Regions from separate parts of the Arabidopsis thaliana genome. Here region 2 is linked to region 1. The links are chromatin contacts, called in public ChIA-PET maps. All regions are on one chromosome and are shown on one strand. The core of a region is the stretch at or near the end of the contact, and the rest is flanking DNA. Distances in the headings are between cores, read along the strand shown.

Region 1 (7,874 bases), core at 3,381-5,880:
GATTTTGGATAGGTTTTAGTAGTCTATTTCTTTTGTCAATGTCTTTTTGATACAATGCCAATCCTTTATCCTGTGAGATTATGCTTCTTTGATGATTCTTAAGTAACATTCCTTTGCTTTACTTTACACAGGAAAATTCCCAACTCTTGTGAGCCACCAGGAATCCTTGGAGTCAAAGGTGAATGAAACAAAGGCAACAGTGAAGTTCCAGCTGAAGAAGGTTCTGTGCATGGGAGTTGCAGTTGGTAACCTTTCAATGGAAGAGAAGCAGATCTTTCAGAATGTGCAGATGAGCGTCAACTTCCTCGTCTCGCTATTGAAGAAGAACTGGCAAAATGTCAGGTGTTTGTACCTCAAGAGCACAATGGGACCACCACAAAGAATCTTCTGAGCTTTCACCTACTTAAAATTGGTGGCTATAAGACACTTCTTCTTACCCTTTCGTTTTTGTTTCAGACATATCTGTTAAACAGTGTAAGAGTTGTGCTGCTACTCTCCTCTTTAGCTTTTGGTTTGGATAATTTGAAATAACTGCAGTGATTTTGGTTAATGGATTTTGTAGCTTATATTATCTTTGAATTAGATGTGCTTATTTCAAAGACGAATCAATCCACAGATGTGAATAAAAACAGAAATTTTCGTTTTCAATTTGAAAATTGTCCTCGTGGACTGTTCCATAACCAAATTCTATTGACTATGCAGTAATTGATCTTTGAATTAAAAGGATCAACCCACTGATTATACTCCAATTGAATAAATATTCTTCTTTAATGTTGTTTATAATCTCTTAAGCAAGCTCTAATGATGTATTTTTGAAGCAAACTCTAATGCTTTTATGGTCAGTATATTTATTCTCTTAAGTTTTATAACTAAATTACCATTTTTTTTTGCCAAAGCAGACAACAAAATAGCGAAGTGCGTTCCAAAAGTTAGCGTTTTCGTCTCCGTCCCCAAATCTCTCAGCTACCTTAAATCAGAATTCTAGGGTTCTTCCGATTAGGGTAAAATCGAATCCAGATTTCCCAAAATTCTGATCTTTGATTTATAAAAGATGTCTCAAAACGGGAAGATAATCCCAAATCTGGACCAAAACAGTACGAGGCTCCTCAATCTCACAGTTCTCCAGCGGATCGATCCATACATCGAGGAAATCCTCATCACAGCCGCTCATGTCACTTTCTATGAATTCAACATTGAGCTCAGCCAATGGGTTAGTCTCAATCAATCTTCGATTACATAATTTGATGTTTGCTTCCCTACCTAATGATTGATCTGTCTTTTGTCATTCAGAGTCGTAAGGACGTTGAAGGATCTTTGTTTGTTGTCAAAAGGTTACTACTTTCGATCTTTAACTATGTGTATCTTATCTTTAATCGTCTTCTCAAATCTGATTGGATCCTTTTTTTTGTTTCTTTCAGAAGTACACAACCTCGATTTCAGTTTATTGTGATGAATCGTCGTAATACAGGTCAGGATTTATTCAAATAAAGTTGGTGTGTGTCATGTGTCTAGAAAAGGTTTAGATTTAGTAATATATTGCAAGTTCTTATTTAAGGATTCAGTATTAGTAATCATCAGTGTGTTGCTGTATTTGTCTGGATAGATAATCTGGTGGAGAATCTCCTGGGAGATTTTGAGTATGAAGTACAAGGTCCATATTTACTTTACCGTAATGCATCTCAAGAAGTAAATGGCATTTGGTTCTACAATAAACGTGAATGCGAGGAGGTAGCAACTCTTTTCAACAGGTATGTATATATAAGTCACTGCATATCAGGTAGAAACTGTTGGTTTCAATTGTTGGATCATGAATAATATCAATATCGTCTTTTATTTGCCTATTATCAGACAGTTACTTGTTGGCAAATATAATGTTCTTGTATATTTGTATGAACTTGAAATTACTCTTACTCGTTGTATCTCTGCCTAATGGTTCCTTGGCATGACAGAATACTCAGTGCATATTCCAAGGTTAACCAGAAGCCAAAGGCCTCATCTTCAAAGAGGTAATATTTTCATGATTAGATTTAGTTAGTACACCATTAGTTGTTTCTTGGATGTGTTTTCTTTGAGGTGGAAACTTGATAATCTAAATCATTTTTCCCGCTGTTATATCTCTTACTTGTTAAATTAAGTTAGATTTTCTATGTACTGCAGTGAGTTTGAGGAATTGGAAGCTAAGCCTACAATGGCAGTTATGGATGGTCCTCTTGAACCATCATCAACTGCTAGGGATGCCCCTGATGATCCTGCTTTTGTCAACTTCTTTAGCGTAAGTTTCTAAAGCTTCTGTTACACACTCACACTATCATCTTCACCATGACAGCATCTTATACGACTAATGGCAGGAGGGCTTTCTATTAGTTCTAGCCTTCTAGGTTCTTGAATTATCTTCAGCGTAGTATATGGTCCAACTTAGACTCCTCAAATTGTAACACTGAATTTATCTAAATTGTTGACAGTCAACGATGAATCTTGGGAACACTGCGAGTGGGTCAGCAAGTGGACCTTACCAATCATCAGCGATTCCTCACCAACCTCACCAGCCTCACCAACCCACCATTGCTCCTCCTGTAGCGGCAGCAGCACCTCCACAGATACAATCACCACCGCCTCTACAATCCTCCTCTCCTCTGATGACTCTCTTTGACAACAACCCTGAAGTTATCAGCAGCAACTCCAACATTCACACAGATTTGGTGACGCCGTCTTTCTTTGGCCCCCCACGAATGATGGCACAGCCACACCTCATTCCTGGTGTATCTATGCCCACTGCTCCTCCTCTCAATCCTAATAATGCGAGTCACCAGCAGCGGTCATATGGTACTCCGGTGCTCCAGCCTTTCCCACCCCCAACTCCACCACCATCACTCGCTCCTGCACCCACTGGTCCGGTTATCAGCAGAGACAAAGTGAAGGAAGCCCTTTTATCCCTGTTGCAGGTTCGTCCTTTACCACATCACTTTATTTGAGCTGCTGTGCAAACCTAACGAGTTGCTTTTGACAGGAGGATGAATTCATTGACAAGATTACCCGAACTTTACAAAATGCACTTCAACAATGAAGCTGCGCTGGTCAGCATCTACGTGTGGGATAGTGGCTGTTTGATCTAGAATGTGTAGTTAAAATGTAGTTTTGTTCCCTCTGAAAGTGTTGTTGGAACCTTATAAGATACTGCACTGCCCCCTTTGTTTAACTCTTGGAATTACTTTTTCATTTTATCTACTTTCAAGTTTTTACCTTTCCTCATCAATTTTTGTTTCGTAGTCGAAAGACATGTTAAAGACTTTAGATTCACAAATCTTCATGCATGTTTAGAGTTTATTGGAACATATACACATCAAGATTAATACAAAAAACATGAAAGAGTAAGAAGAAAGAGAGATAATTTTTCTATTTTTTAAAAGATTCGAGATTGCAAGACAAAAACTGTTTGTATGGTTCAAGTCAAAGACGTATTGTGATGTTTCGTTTTGAAGTATTATCCCAATCTTTTGTGAGCTTTCCCTCGAGAAACGCTTTTAACATTTAATACTTTAGTTAGACTGACAGACATTCTTAAAATCAAGATCATATAAGAAAGACTTGTCGAGATATAGAATGAAACATCAAATAGCAAAGAAAGCTTTGTTTTGATTGATAATATTACACATAACCAAGAGAGAGCATATAGTACAAACGAAAACAAGAATAGTTATCCTTAGAAGTAATCTTCAGTCCTGCCCTTGAATCCGATTTGTCCGAAAGTGAGGCAGAGGAAGAGGCCTAAGTGCCACGTAACCAACCACAACCAGAACTGTGAAGTGAGAGCTGGAGGAGTCGGGAAGTGAGCGAGCTCAGTTCCGATGCTATCGAAGAAGAGACCCGTCAGGCTCTTCCCATTTATCGCTGGAATGCTCGACGGAGCTAGCCATCCGATCAGCCCAAATCCTACCACGTTCAAATCTCTCCTCAACCAGTTCCTCTCAAAGCTTTAATTCATTTTTGACACAAACAAATAAATTTATTAGAAAATACCCTAAAAAGCACCTCAAAATTAAAACAAGCTTTATTAAGTTCCTAAGATCAGTTAGGACTCATTCCTATATCTTAAGTAACATAACTAGTGATACTTCTGGAGTTTTAAGCATTTTCATAAAATGTGATATCTTTGTTATTACTATGAGAAGAAAATAAAGAGTAACCTACCAAGTGACTCTTCCTCCCGATGCACCGGCGAGTCTCAAAGGGTTCTTGGCGCTTAATGTTGGTTTTAAAAAGGCTAAAAAACATACGAGAAATCACAAATCAAGATTATCATATGCATATATATGTTTGATTGAAATTATTCGAAAAGAGAAAGAGAGAAAAAGAGTACATGAAGAGAAGGGTTTGGTGGTGATGGATGATCCTCCGAGGCCTATCACCGTCGATGGTGTTGCAAATGTTGCTGCCATTTTTCTTCTTTGCTGCTTTCTCCCAAACTGATCTCCTTTATTTTTTTAAGTAAATACAACACAAACACAAGAAATAGATTTTTATTCTGTGGACAAAGAGAGAGATTTCGAGGATGTGTTATCAATCAATAGCTTTGTGACACCTCATTATTTTCTTTGATATTGTGGGTCTATTTCTTGGATAAGATTGATTCCAGATTTATTTTTTGTCTCAAAATTTGTTTATTTTTTTTGTTTGTATTTTATAAAGATTTTTACATCTTTTAGTTTGCATGTTAATGATTTTAATTAGTCAAAAAGCCAAAACACCATGAATTCCATTTTTTTTTTTTCAAACACAATATTCCCTCTCCCAATATCTGCCAAAAATCAAAATCAAATTACTGTACCGATACCATTTGTTCGGTTCGGTTTAATCCGGTAATCGATGAGGTAAAGGCATTTGTGAAATTGATCAGCCGAGTCGGATCGGCGGGTAAAATGGACTACAGCTTAGCGGCGGTGAAGATGCTTTGTTCTCAGCTCCGGGACGCTAAACCGACGCCTTCTCAGAACGCCGCCTCCCTAGGCGGTGTACTTTTTCAACGTGCTTGGTTACAGGTTCCCAATCTATCATCCTCTCATTGTCTATAGCTAAATTGTTAATTCCTGTTTCGATGACTTCAAGTCTTGCGTTGCAGGGCGTTTTGGTCCCCTTCTCCGGTGGAGGCGGCGATAATTGTCTGGTACTTGATGACGGAACCGGTCTTTTGGAGCTCGGTCTCACCAACGATTTTGCCCTCCGTCAATGGAAATCAGGAATGTACGTGATGGTTGTTGGTGTCTACCAAGTCCGTACTGGGCAGATACCTCTACTTAAGGTTAATTTGAAAACTTTAGGTCTTTGATATGCACATTGGATCACTCCAATGTGATTTTAGTTTCGCTAGAGTTGCAGACTAGTCAAATTGGTTTATTATGCCAATTGGCACATTAAAGAGTTAAGTGAGAATGTTAGATGTTATGATCACTAGATCAGGCTGACACAAGCTTAGGTGACTAAGGAGCTTAAGTTCCATAAGAGGTTTTGAGTTTGAATGTGTTAGTAAAAATCTTGTGATGATATATCTAGGTGTGGCATGAAGATGCTTGTAATCACTAGTGATTAAGATTCATCTTCTCTTGTGATGTTCGAGTCAAAGTATCATCTGCATTTACATGCAATGCTTTGATTACTGAAACTTGTCATTGTTGTTTTAAACTGAAACCAGGTTCATAAGATGGTTGACCTGTCGGTGAGCCCAGATCGTGAAGCCATGTGGTATTTAGAAGTCATGGACGCATACAGACTCTTCTATGAGCCCTTGATCCAAGAGTTCTCTTGATTCTTCACTTCACTTAACTTATCTATTCTTCTTTTAGTTTCACCAGACCAGATTAATCCTTTTTTTGTTTATTGAAGATGATCTTTAGAGTCATGGGTATGTACTTCTACGGAATCAAAAGCAAGGTTGTATCATTTTTAACACACCATTGCTAGTTTTCAATTTATCCAATTTCTGCTGCACTTCTCATCTTCTTGATCATGGACTCAAATACTGATACAATTTTACAAAAAGGCATTCATTACTAGTAAGACCTACAAAATTGTTCCACAAGTTGAGGAGACAAGTTAGAAATACCAAACAACTTTAGACAAGTATTTCCACTTCGACTTAGAGCTCCTCTCAATCGTGCCTTTTCTTCCTCATGCATCCTCAACAGCCTAAGAATCTCTCGCACACGAGGGAAAAATGCACCAGGACGAACACAATAAGGTTTAAGCACAGTAAGAAGTGCCTCTGCGTCAACTTCAAACCTATCAAACTTTTGTCTCCGTAAAACAGGTTCTCCTGAGAAAAATTTACGAGAAACATAATGGTCAAGCCCTTCCGCGAGATTTCTCCACAAGTCCAAGAAGTCTTTCGGGTTCATGTTTAGATGAAGAACACACAGATGCCTTCTTAAATTGTCCAATGCTTCTGCGACACCCTGAGACACTGTTAAATTGCTGGAGCTGGTAATGACGTCTTCGTCCCATGAAACTGCATTGTTGTGGAAGTGGTCGCTGCAAAGATTGTCAAATTGGTGGAGAAAAACTGTTATAATCTCCATAAGCCAATTGGTTTCCAACTCAACAAGGCTTTTCAGTTCTTCCCCAAAAAAGCAGCCTTGGCAGGAAACTTCAGGTTTTCTATCAACTTTGACACTGGTTTCGGCAGCCCACATCTCTACAAAAACCAAATCATCACTCCATTCTCGTAGTTTTGATTCAAGATACCGAGCAGCATTAACCGGTCCACATGCTTGTATCAGTGTATCTTCAGACAAACCATAATGAGAGAGATCAGTCTTTTTGAACTCCAATAACAGAATTTTGAATATACACCAGAGAAATCTGGTGGCAGTAGCTCTTATAAATTGGATCCTTGGTAGAATGGCCGGTAGAGATAGACCATGGTCTATCAACCTCCAAGTCCTATTAAGAAAAGAGTCTGCTACTAATGGCGCTTTATAATCTTCTCTTGTAGATAGAACATACTTTGCAGACTGTGAGTTGGATTCATTACCAAGTCTAGTTCTTTCACTATCAATTACCCAAGCTTTCTCATTCTTAATATCCTCTTTACTTTTTCTATAAGCATCCTTTAGCTCAATCTTCCCCCAGGTTTTGAGCCACTCAGGTTTCTTACAAAACAGTCCCATTACTGATATACCTTGAGAAAACGCTGTCGAAGAGCCTTCATAAGATAGACAAGTATCTGTATTCACAAAAGACTGCATTCGCTTATCAAATGTAACCATCTGATCGACAAGATGGAACCACGATGAAATACCTTCAGATTTCATGTGCTTCTCCTTGTACATATCTATAAGCCCAGGAAAAACTTTTTTCTCTAAGAAACCAGATAGCATTTGGACCATCGCTGAAACCCAAGCTTCTTTAGCACTACAGCTTACTAACATAGCCCTATCAATCAAAGGCTGTAAGAAATCGTCAACCCCATCAGCAAAGTCTCTTGTAACTTTATAGACAAGTTCAAAAATAAACTCAGGTTGCTCAGCCCATTTTAGAAAATGATACTCCATCCGAGATGCAACCGGTTTAACTAGTTCATCGGTCGCCCAAAGTCCATCATTATCAGTTTCTTTGGTCATATTAAGCTTCTTTCGTTTTTCCTTCTGCGTATTATGTTGCTGTAAACCACAGAGGAGTAGAAAGCTTTGGGAATAAGACTCTTTTTTATCTCCTTGCATCAAGAGTAGAGGATTAGGGATACTATCAACCTCTCCATGCTCGACTTTGGATGTTGCAAGTTTTGGTGGCCAGCCAAGAGATGAGAGAAAAGCTCGGTGATCTGCGATAATCTGTGGACGAAGAACAGACAGACTTTTATCTACTCTACTATCAACAGAATC
Region 2 (7,874 bases), core at 3,299-5,798, 53 kb after region 1:
AATAAAGAAAAAAAGAGTAAAGATCATGAGTTATCCTTTTTTTATCGAATATAGTTTGTATTATGTTCAGTTTTTTACTTCGGATTTTGATGTCTCAAAGTTGAGTATCACTTGTTCTCCGAGATGCTTCAACGTAGAACTGCAATTTTTGTTTTTATGATCTAATTGTATCAACAACAATATGCATTATGACGGATATAAATCTAGTAGGTGACACAATACCGACTCCACTACAGATTATTAGGTTATACATACTAATCTGATTTGATGGACTAATTCATTGTATCTACAATATTTGTAGTCACAAATGACAAATCTATAAAGTTGATTAATTAATGTTCATCCGTTATCTAAATTGTTTTTTCCAACCACTTTTATTACAAAAGTTTTTAAAAGGTGTATTGTATCAAAGAACTTAAATAATTTGACATATTCTAGAATTTCCAATCACGGGGATTTTACTTTTACATTAATTATATACAAAAAATACTGTCAACAACAATTTTAACCAATTTAAAGGTCGTCAAATCATTATCACAAGAAAGGAAATGATGAGAACATCGTCAACAACATGGTTAATCAAAATGATCATTACATGAGTTGACATAGAAACTGTGCTAAAAAGCTTAAGGATGCATTAACATGTTAACTCAAGAGATTATGGATTCCATTCAGGATGTGATGTCTAATTGTCTATCATGTTTGACCACATTTTCGCTAGTCAAGAAACTCCAAAAGAAGGGACTATTTATTTGTGGTCAAGTCAAGAATCATTTTATAATTCATTATCCATGGAGAATGACCTAGCAACTTCCAATATTCATGCACTATCTTAACTTTATTTATGTTCTCAAAAACTGTCTTTATCATCATTTGCTTTCATTTCACGCAAATATTTTCTTTTAAATAAGTGTAATCTCCTCTCCAATGGGATCCAATGGAGCCCTTTTTCTATCAAGTAGTATTTTCTTTTGCTTTCACTTCATCGTCTCTTTCCGGATTTAGTTACTCAATCTTGCTTTTAGATTTTACTTTCCGGATTCCAATATGCGATGGCTTTATTGTTTGGACAAACCGTTTTGGTTGTTCGTGTTTATTAAATAGCCTTTCAATCAAATTTACAGGTACAAGGCATCACATTCATACAAATTCATTACAAGGATCGTCCACGTGCTTGTTTAGCTGGAAACAACTACAAAACTCAACAAAGTACAATAAATTTAGGATAAGAGAGAGTTGATGCCTTTGTCTTCCGCTGGCACATGGGTTACATAACATCAGAATTCGTAATGATACACGACACCCATTTCCCATTAAGCAAAAAAATAAATAGAAAGATTAAATAAATATAATAAATCTCCATCGAATAAAAAAAGAAGAAGAACCAAAAAAAGAAATATACAAAGGGTTGGTGGCCGAAACTTTTGTGAGGAGGAGGACATGAAATGGTGGTGGTGGTGGTGGTGGTTGCAAGCAAGCAAGGTGGTAGTAGCAGATATAGTTACAAGGGGATTCAAATGAGCCATTGTTGTTGTGTTTTCTTTTTCTTACGGTGCAGTTCCCCAAGTTGTTGTTGGTGTTTTACTACTCCACTCTGTTCTTCCTCTCACCACTTCCGCTCCATCCTGGAGTCGGAGCAAATGCTGACATTCCACATCCCCCGCTGTTGCCAGGTTACCGATATCGCAACCCGTAACTGCAGTGAGGGACTGAAGCACACTGTCTCTCCCGCATTCCCTCCGATACTCCAGAGTCATGCTTTTCAGCTTCTGCCTCTCCATTATTCCCACTGGAGCACTCTCCAGGATCCACCCAATGTACTTTACATTATTCACATGCTGGTTAACATCTAGGTCACTCCATCGAGGCTGAAAATGTTCATTACCAAGCCATTAGAGAGTCTTACAAGCTGGTCAAAGGTTTGTTGAAACATACAGCAGTAAATACTAGATACTTACAGTGAGACCAGATCGAACATAGTCAGCAGTCTTGTCATCAATTTTTGTTAACTTTCTGCTGTCCTCGGCAAGGACAGGATCAGAATTCACAAAATAAGGCTCTATTTCCCCTCGAACCTCTTCAGGAATCTTTGACAATCTCCTTGTCAGTTTATTCATCATCACCCACACACTGCAAGATAATATTTTGCAATACATCTGTCAAATAGCTAACCCATGAGACCAAAAAATTCCTAATTATTCATTACATAAACTTGTGTAGTTTTTTGTTTAATTGATGATAGAGCAAACACTATAAAAAGAGAGTAAAGACATCAGGTATCTTCATCAGAAAGACCAATGAATGATCAGATGAAGAAAATGAGAATAACTTATAAATATACCAAAAGAAAATCTAACCTTGATGCTCGTGTTAAGGTTTCTCCAGTATTACAGTCCCGAACTAGCCAATCACGACGCATACCATTCTTTCCAGACTGACTGACCCAGGTGTCTACTTCAACAACATCTCCCCTGTGAGGCATATATTGAATAAGCAAATGAGTTATGATGCAATATAATATGCATGCAGAGCATATAATTCAGGGTGCAAGAAGTCATTAGTCATATGAGCATATATCTCGTACTGTAAAAGCAGTATCAACTGAAAAAACGAAATACACATCATTTTTCCCAAACCTGGTTAAAAAGAGTGAGAGCATGAACCTGCAGAACCAGGTTTATGCAAGAGGATAGCTTACCAAGTAGGATATTTATCAACCACAACCTGCATACGAGTGACAACCCATATCAAGTTCTTCTTAAACATCTCAGGTGTAGAGCCAAACCCATCTCCAAGCAATCCAGCAGTCTTAACATGATTAAGCGCCGTTTCCTGTCATGAGCATAAGAGCTTGTTCATACATATCAATTAAACCAGTGACAACAGGTAACCGTAATCATAATCAAATGGTACCTGCAGATGATTCATGACGGTTTCTATAGATGCAGAGCGATCAGCACCTATTTCATATGACCTAATAGAAAAATTCTGACGGAACACAAGGCCATCCTGAACAATTCTCCCTATACCAAAAGGATCCACCAGCATGTCAGAACGCCTAGGTTTCCAATCAAGCATCATCCACTGTTTCTCAGCCGCTAAGAAAATCGTAGTTATAGCAGCAAGAAGCATGCTCCAGTCAGGTAACTGGTTGATGAAAGTTCTCGGCGCAGGGTGTGATGAGGTCTCGGTATCAGTCCTTACAATATCTACAGAACCAGGCAAACCAACCTTTTTCCCATTAATCTTAGGTGGAGCCTGAGCGTTTGGTTTAACCTTCATCCTACCAGAGTTAGGTGCAGAATTGAGTCCAGCAAGATTCGTAGACCCAATCTTATTGCCTTTTCCATTAGGATCAAGTGAAGAAGATGGTACAGGAAAGAATGACGACGTAGCAGAGGTGGCCACCATGACGAGGAGATGAAGCGTTCAAAGACACTGCCACCAAATAAAGATCGAAAAAAGTTAGCTCAAGTGAGTGATAATAAAATAAATGCTACATCTTTTAGCTACTAGCAGGAGGATCTTCCTAAAGTAGGTATAATTTGTAGTTAACTACAAAAATGGCAGAAGAGGAAAAGGACTTCCATAAACGAAGTAAACAAACACTAAAAATCTTCAACACACCACACACACACACAAAAAAAAAAAAAAAAAAAAAACTTTTTGTTATTGCGTAAATTGTAAGATAATCCAGTTCGGCCACTGAGACTATTATGTAAATCGTCATTGTATTCAAAGATTCAACATTTGCCAAAAGAGGTTTCCGAAGTTTTGGTAGAAACCAATTTGATGCAGGTAAGAAAAAAAACACCAGATCTGAAATACAAAACAACAAAGAACAGAAGCGAGAAAAAGCTAAAGCCGGTAAAACCAGATCGTAGAAACGCAAAAGAAAAACAAAAACTTGTATTAGAAAAAATGTAATTCAAACATCATTCTTCAATCAAACATCAATCAGATGAAGAATCCGAACCAGCGACGAAGAGATTCAGAAATTACACAAAGAGAAGAAGAACCCAAAAAAAACAAAAAAATGAAAGAGAGAGAGATCTTACCAATATGAAGAGAGCAGATGAGAAATTTGTTGAGGAAATACAAAAAAAACGTAACGCCAAATTTCAACAAAAGTCTCCAAACCCTAAATTCTCCTTTCTTCGGCAGCCTCTCTGTCTCTCACGATCTCTCCTTCGCCTTTTCTTTAAAACTTTTTTTTTGTTTTTTTTTGTATTTCTCTTTCTCAAATATTTTTTACAATTCAGTTTTTTTGCGATTCTCAATACTTTTTGGGGTAAACAATAGTAAAAAAAAAATACAAATTTTTGGTGTTGAGAGAAAAATAGGGCGAGAAAATTCTATAAGGTGGGTGAGAGAGAGATATATGTGGATATGAGAGTCGGTTTTTATATAATTGCCTCTCCTCTTCTTCTCCATAGTTTCAAAACAACAACGACACATTTTTATTTCATTTTCTATATTTCCCATTTTGCCCTTTTCTTGTTACAAGATTGGTTAACCTAATTAGGCAAATTTATTCAATTTTTATTCATATGGACTACAAATTTTCTTTGAATTTCATTTAGCACGCAAAACTTGATTTGCGCTTCCGTGGAAATTTCCTTTGGACTTGGAAATTTTTTTTTGAAAAATCGAACCAATCAAATTTGTAATTGGAGAGAAAAAGACACATATCCGAATGTGTGAGCAAGCTTGTTGTCAATACTGGCACCGACGCTGTGTAATAATAAGTGGGCAGAGACAACAAGGTACATGTGCATCAATCTCTATCTTACTTGTATTTATTAAGACTAACGAAAACTACATTTAAACTAAACCTAACTCTAGCTTTTTCTCATTTTTTTAGTTTAACCATAAAACTTTGTCGAACGTGTAAAGTCAGCCTTCGGATTTATATATTTATTCCACCGAAAACATAATTTAAATTAACTTCTTCAAAATTTTACGTACCAAGTAATCTATACAAATAATGTTATTATACAAAAGCAACGTGTTATTTTTTTCAAATCGAAACAATATAGCCAATCCAAATGTTTAGGAGAGTAGGTAGATACACTTCCCAACAAGAACATCACAATATATAATTACCAGTTTGGAGAGATCAATTTTGCCTTCAGCTATCATTTTGGTAGCGTATAAGAGGCTAACAAGAAGATATGATAAGCTATTGAGGACCAGGTTCATGGAATTGACTATGATTGCCAATCTTTACAAGGACCATATCCGTCTCTTGTTTGCTCCATATTCGTGGTTAAATTTGACGATCATAATAAATGTGAGACACATGCATGCATGAGATGATGGCAAGCGTAGATCAATAAAAGTTTGACAACACATATACTAGGGACATAGATAACTACCACGATCGAGAGACGTGTGGGAGATGCACACTCGCACAAGCATGCTTAGCATACGTCTTGAAGGAGACGGTATAAAACTTTGTAGAGCATGTGATCTACTAGTACTTCCGAAGAGCCATATGGAGAAGGAGACTTAAGCGAAACGTACTTACAATTCTAAAATGAGCCATGAGAGCAGCCTATTAGTCCTCGCATACGCTACAAGAGGAGCCTGGGACCAATAATAGTATAACCATTGAGAAAGTACAGTAGACATCGACTAGATCACAATAAACTTTATTTTATGTTGACTATTTCGTCATTGATGATATTACTTATCTTTGATTATTATTAAATCTCTCATTTGGACGCTTTAATTTGCTTGGAGACGAGTCAAGAATTAAGTCAGGAGAAACAGCAGCGTTGATAATTCTGTTTTCATTTTGAATATATATCGTGTTTAATTTGGTTTACATTAAAAAGTCTTAATTAAACAAAAAAGATGATTCAAAACCTTTAGTTGCATTTGCATATTTATTTTTCATATACAAAGAAGTACAGATGATTATGCCTTTTGAAAACCTAGTTATTACTTATTGCATAGTTTATTTTCTGATCAAGTAAAAAAAGTTATGAACACAATTCTTCTTATGAATGACTCTCAAAATTAAGGATGTTGCCTTGGAGATTTATAGGAGTTAGCCTACTTTTCACCTTGAGGATCAATTTTATAGTCAAAGCTAATAATGTTTGTGGTCTATATTAGTTACCACTTGTTTACTACATCCAAGCGATTGAATTCGCATTTCCCATACTCTTGACTTAATTAAACCTTGAGATTTCATGATTTATTATGCAAAATTTAATCCTTCGCTATCTATTTGTTCCTAAAAGATATAAATTGAATAAAAACGTAACTCTCCAATTAATAAGAAAAACTTCTTTAATTATTTTTCTAGGTTAATTAATAAATTTATAAAACAATAAATATCATATTAGAAATTCATACTAATAAATTTTGAGACATTTTATTGAAATCTTAATGTGGATAGTGCTGCAATCAGGAAAGGATGACGAGACAAAAGATAGAGAAGCAAAAGTAAGCTGATAAGGTTTGATACAGTAGAAAATACTATCTCTTAACTTCTTCTTCTTCTTCTTCTTCTTCTCCTATCTTTGAAAATGGCGATGACTCCGGTCGCGTCATCATCTCCAGTTTCAACCTGCAGACTCTTTCGCTGCAATCTCCTCCCTGATCTCTTACCTAAGCCTCTGTTTCTCTCCCTCCCCAAACGAAACAGAATTGCCTCGTGCCGCTTCACTGTACGTGCCTCCGCGAATGCTACCGTCGAATCCCCTAACGGTGTCCCTGCCTCCACATCAGATACGGATACGGAGACGGATACCACCTCCTATGGCCGACAGTTTTTCCCTTTGGCCGCAGTTGTTGGCCAGGTCAGAGAATTTGCAATTTGATTCTGCAGGTTGCATAATTCTACTCAATTTGATTTAGTTGGAGTTGGGTATAGGAAAAAGCTTCAGTTTTTCATCAGTGAACTGTGTGTTATGGGACTTTTACATTTGTTTGTTCAACTTGTTAGATGCCGAAAGCCTCACAGAGGATGTAATTTGTTTGCTTTAACTAAATGTTGTTTGTAGGAAGGCATAAAAACTGCTCTTTTACTTGGCGCGGTTGATCGTGAAATCGGAGGGATTGCCATTTCAGGTCGTAGAGGCACTGCAAAAACAGTCATGGCGCGAGGGCTTCATGAAATCCTCCCTCCTATTGAAGTTGTTGTAGGCTCAATATCAAATGCTGACCCAGCTTGTCCAGATGAGTAAGATTCTTACAATCTGAGAAAGAAATTGCTTTTCTTCTTCTTTTAATTCTTACACTGTTGGCTTGTACCTTTTGTGATATATGTAGGTGGGAAGATGACTTAGATGAGCGCATAGAGTACAATGCTGACAATACCATTAAGACTGAGATTGTCAAATCTCCTTTCATTCAGGTACATTTAGTTTTAGGAGGCATTACAATTTTTCTGAAATTGTTTTTCTTTTTACTTAGGTTTTCCTGTCGTTTATGTCACACAGATTCCACTAGGAGTTACAGAAGACAGACTCATTGGGTCTGTTGATGTTGAGGAGTCTGTGAAAAGGGGGACAACTGTTTTCCAACCTGGTCTTTTGGCTGAAGCCCATAGAGGAGTGTTGTATGTTGATGAAATAAATCTCTTAGATGAGGGAATTAGTAATTTGCTTCTCAATGTATTGACGGATGGTGTTAATATAGTTGAAAGAGAAGGAATCAGCTTTAGGCACCCGTGCAAACCACTTTTAATTGCAACCTATAACCCTGAAGAAGGTGCTGTTCGAGAGCACTTGCTAGACCGTGTTGCCATTAATTTAAGGTACTACTGGAGTTTATAAATCAAGTGTGATAAATATTGCCTGTTTCTTTTGGGTAATTCCCATTTCTTTCTCTTTTTACATCACGATGTTAACCTTTGCAGT

The links. ChIA-PET counts read pairs in DNA pulled down with a chosen protein or histone mark.
Region 2: a contact with region 1 is called in an H3K4me3 ChIA-PET map of shoot, with 11 read pairs. The contact joins the promoter of FATB here to the promoter of PSAO in region 1. A contact is called at or near these places in 3 of 26 Hi-C or Micro-C datasets (leaf, root and seedling) and 1 of 2 datasets of contacts at active chromatin or transcription factors (shoot).

The regions. Positions count from the first base shown.
Region 1 is chr1:2,637,304-2,645,177 of TAIR10.1, forward strand. It overlaps PSAO (photosystem I subunit O), which reads right to left and starts at 4,631. Exons shown (of 3, transcript NM_100711.4): 1 at 4,358-4,631; 2 at 4,189-4,261; 3 at 3,500-3,971. The coding sequence starts at 4,436. The coding sequence ends at 3,701. AT1G08390 (recQ-mediated instability-like protein) reads left to right here and starts at 4,769. Exons shown (of 3, transcript NM_100712.5): 1 at 4,769-5,036; 2 at 5,117-5,296; 3 at 5,687-5,982. The coding sequence starts at 4,917. The coding sequence ends at 5,800. AT1G08400 (RINT-1 / TIP-1 family) reads right to left here. Exons shown (of 4, transcript NM_100713.3): 4 at 5,716-7,874. The coding sequence ends at 6,045. It overlaps AT1G08360 (Ribosomal protein L1p/L10e family), which reads left to right. Exons shown (of 5, transcript NM_100709.5): 5 at 132-701. The coding sequence ends at 391. It also overlaps DCP1.
Region 2 is chr1:2,689,999-2,697,872 of TAIR10.1, forward strand. FATB (fatty acyl-ACP thioesterases B) reads right to left here and starts at 4,549. Exons shown (of 6, transcript NM_100724.3): 1 at 4,059-4,549; 2 at 2,914-3,438; 3 at 2,699-2,832; 4 at 2,358-2,471; 5 at 1,959-2,130; 6 at 1,064-1,868. The coding sequence starts at 3,411. The coding sequence ends at 1,548. It overlaps ENODL18 (early nodulin-like protein 18), which reads left to right. Exons shown (of 2, transcript NM_100723.4): 2 at 1-252. ALB1 (ALBINA 1) reads left to right here and starts at 6,383. Exons shown (of 15, transcript NM_100725.4): 1 at 6,383-6,812; 2 at 7,017-7,195; 3 at 7,285-7,369; 4 at 7,455-7,771; 5 at 7,874. The coding sequence starts at 6,540.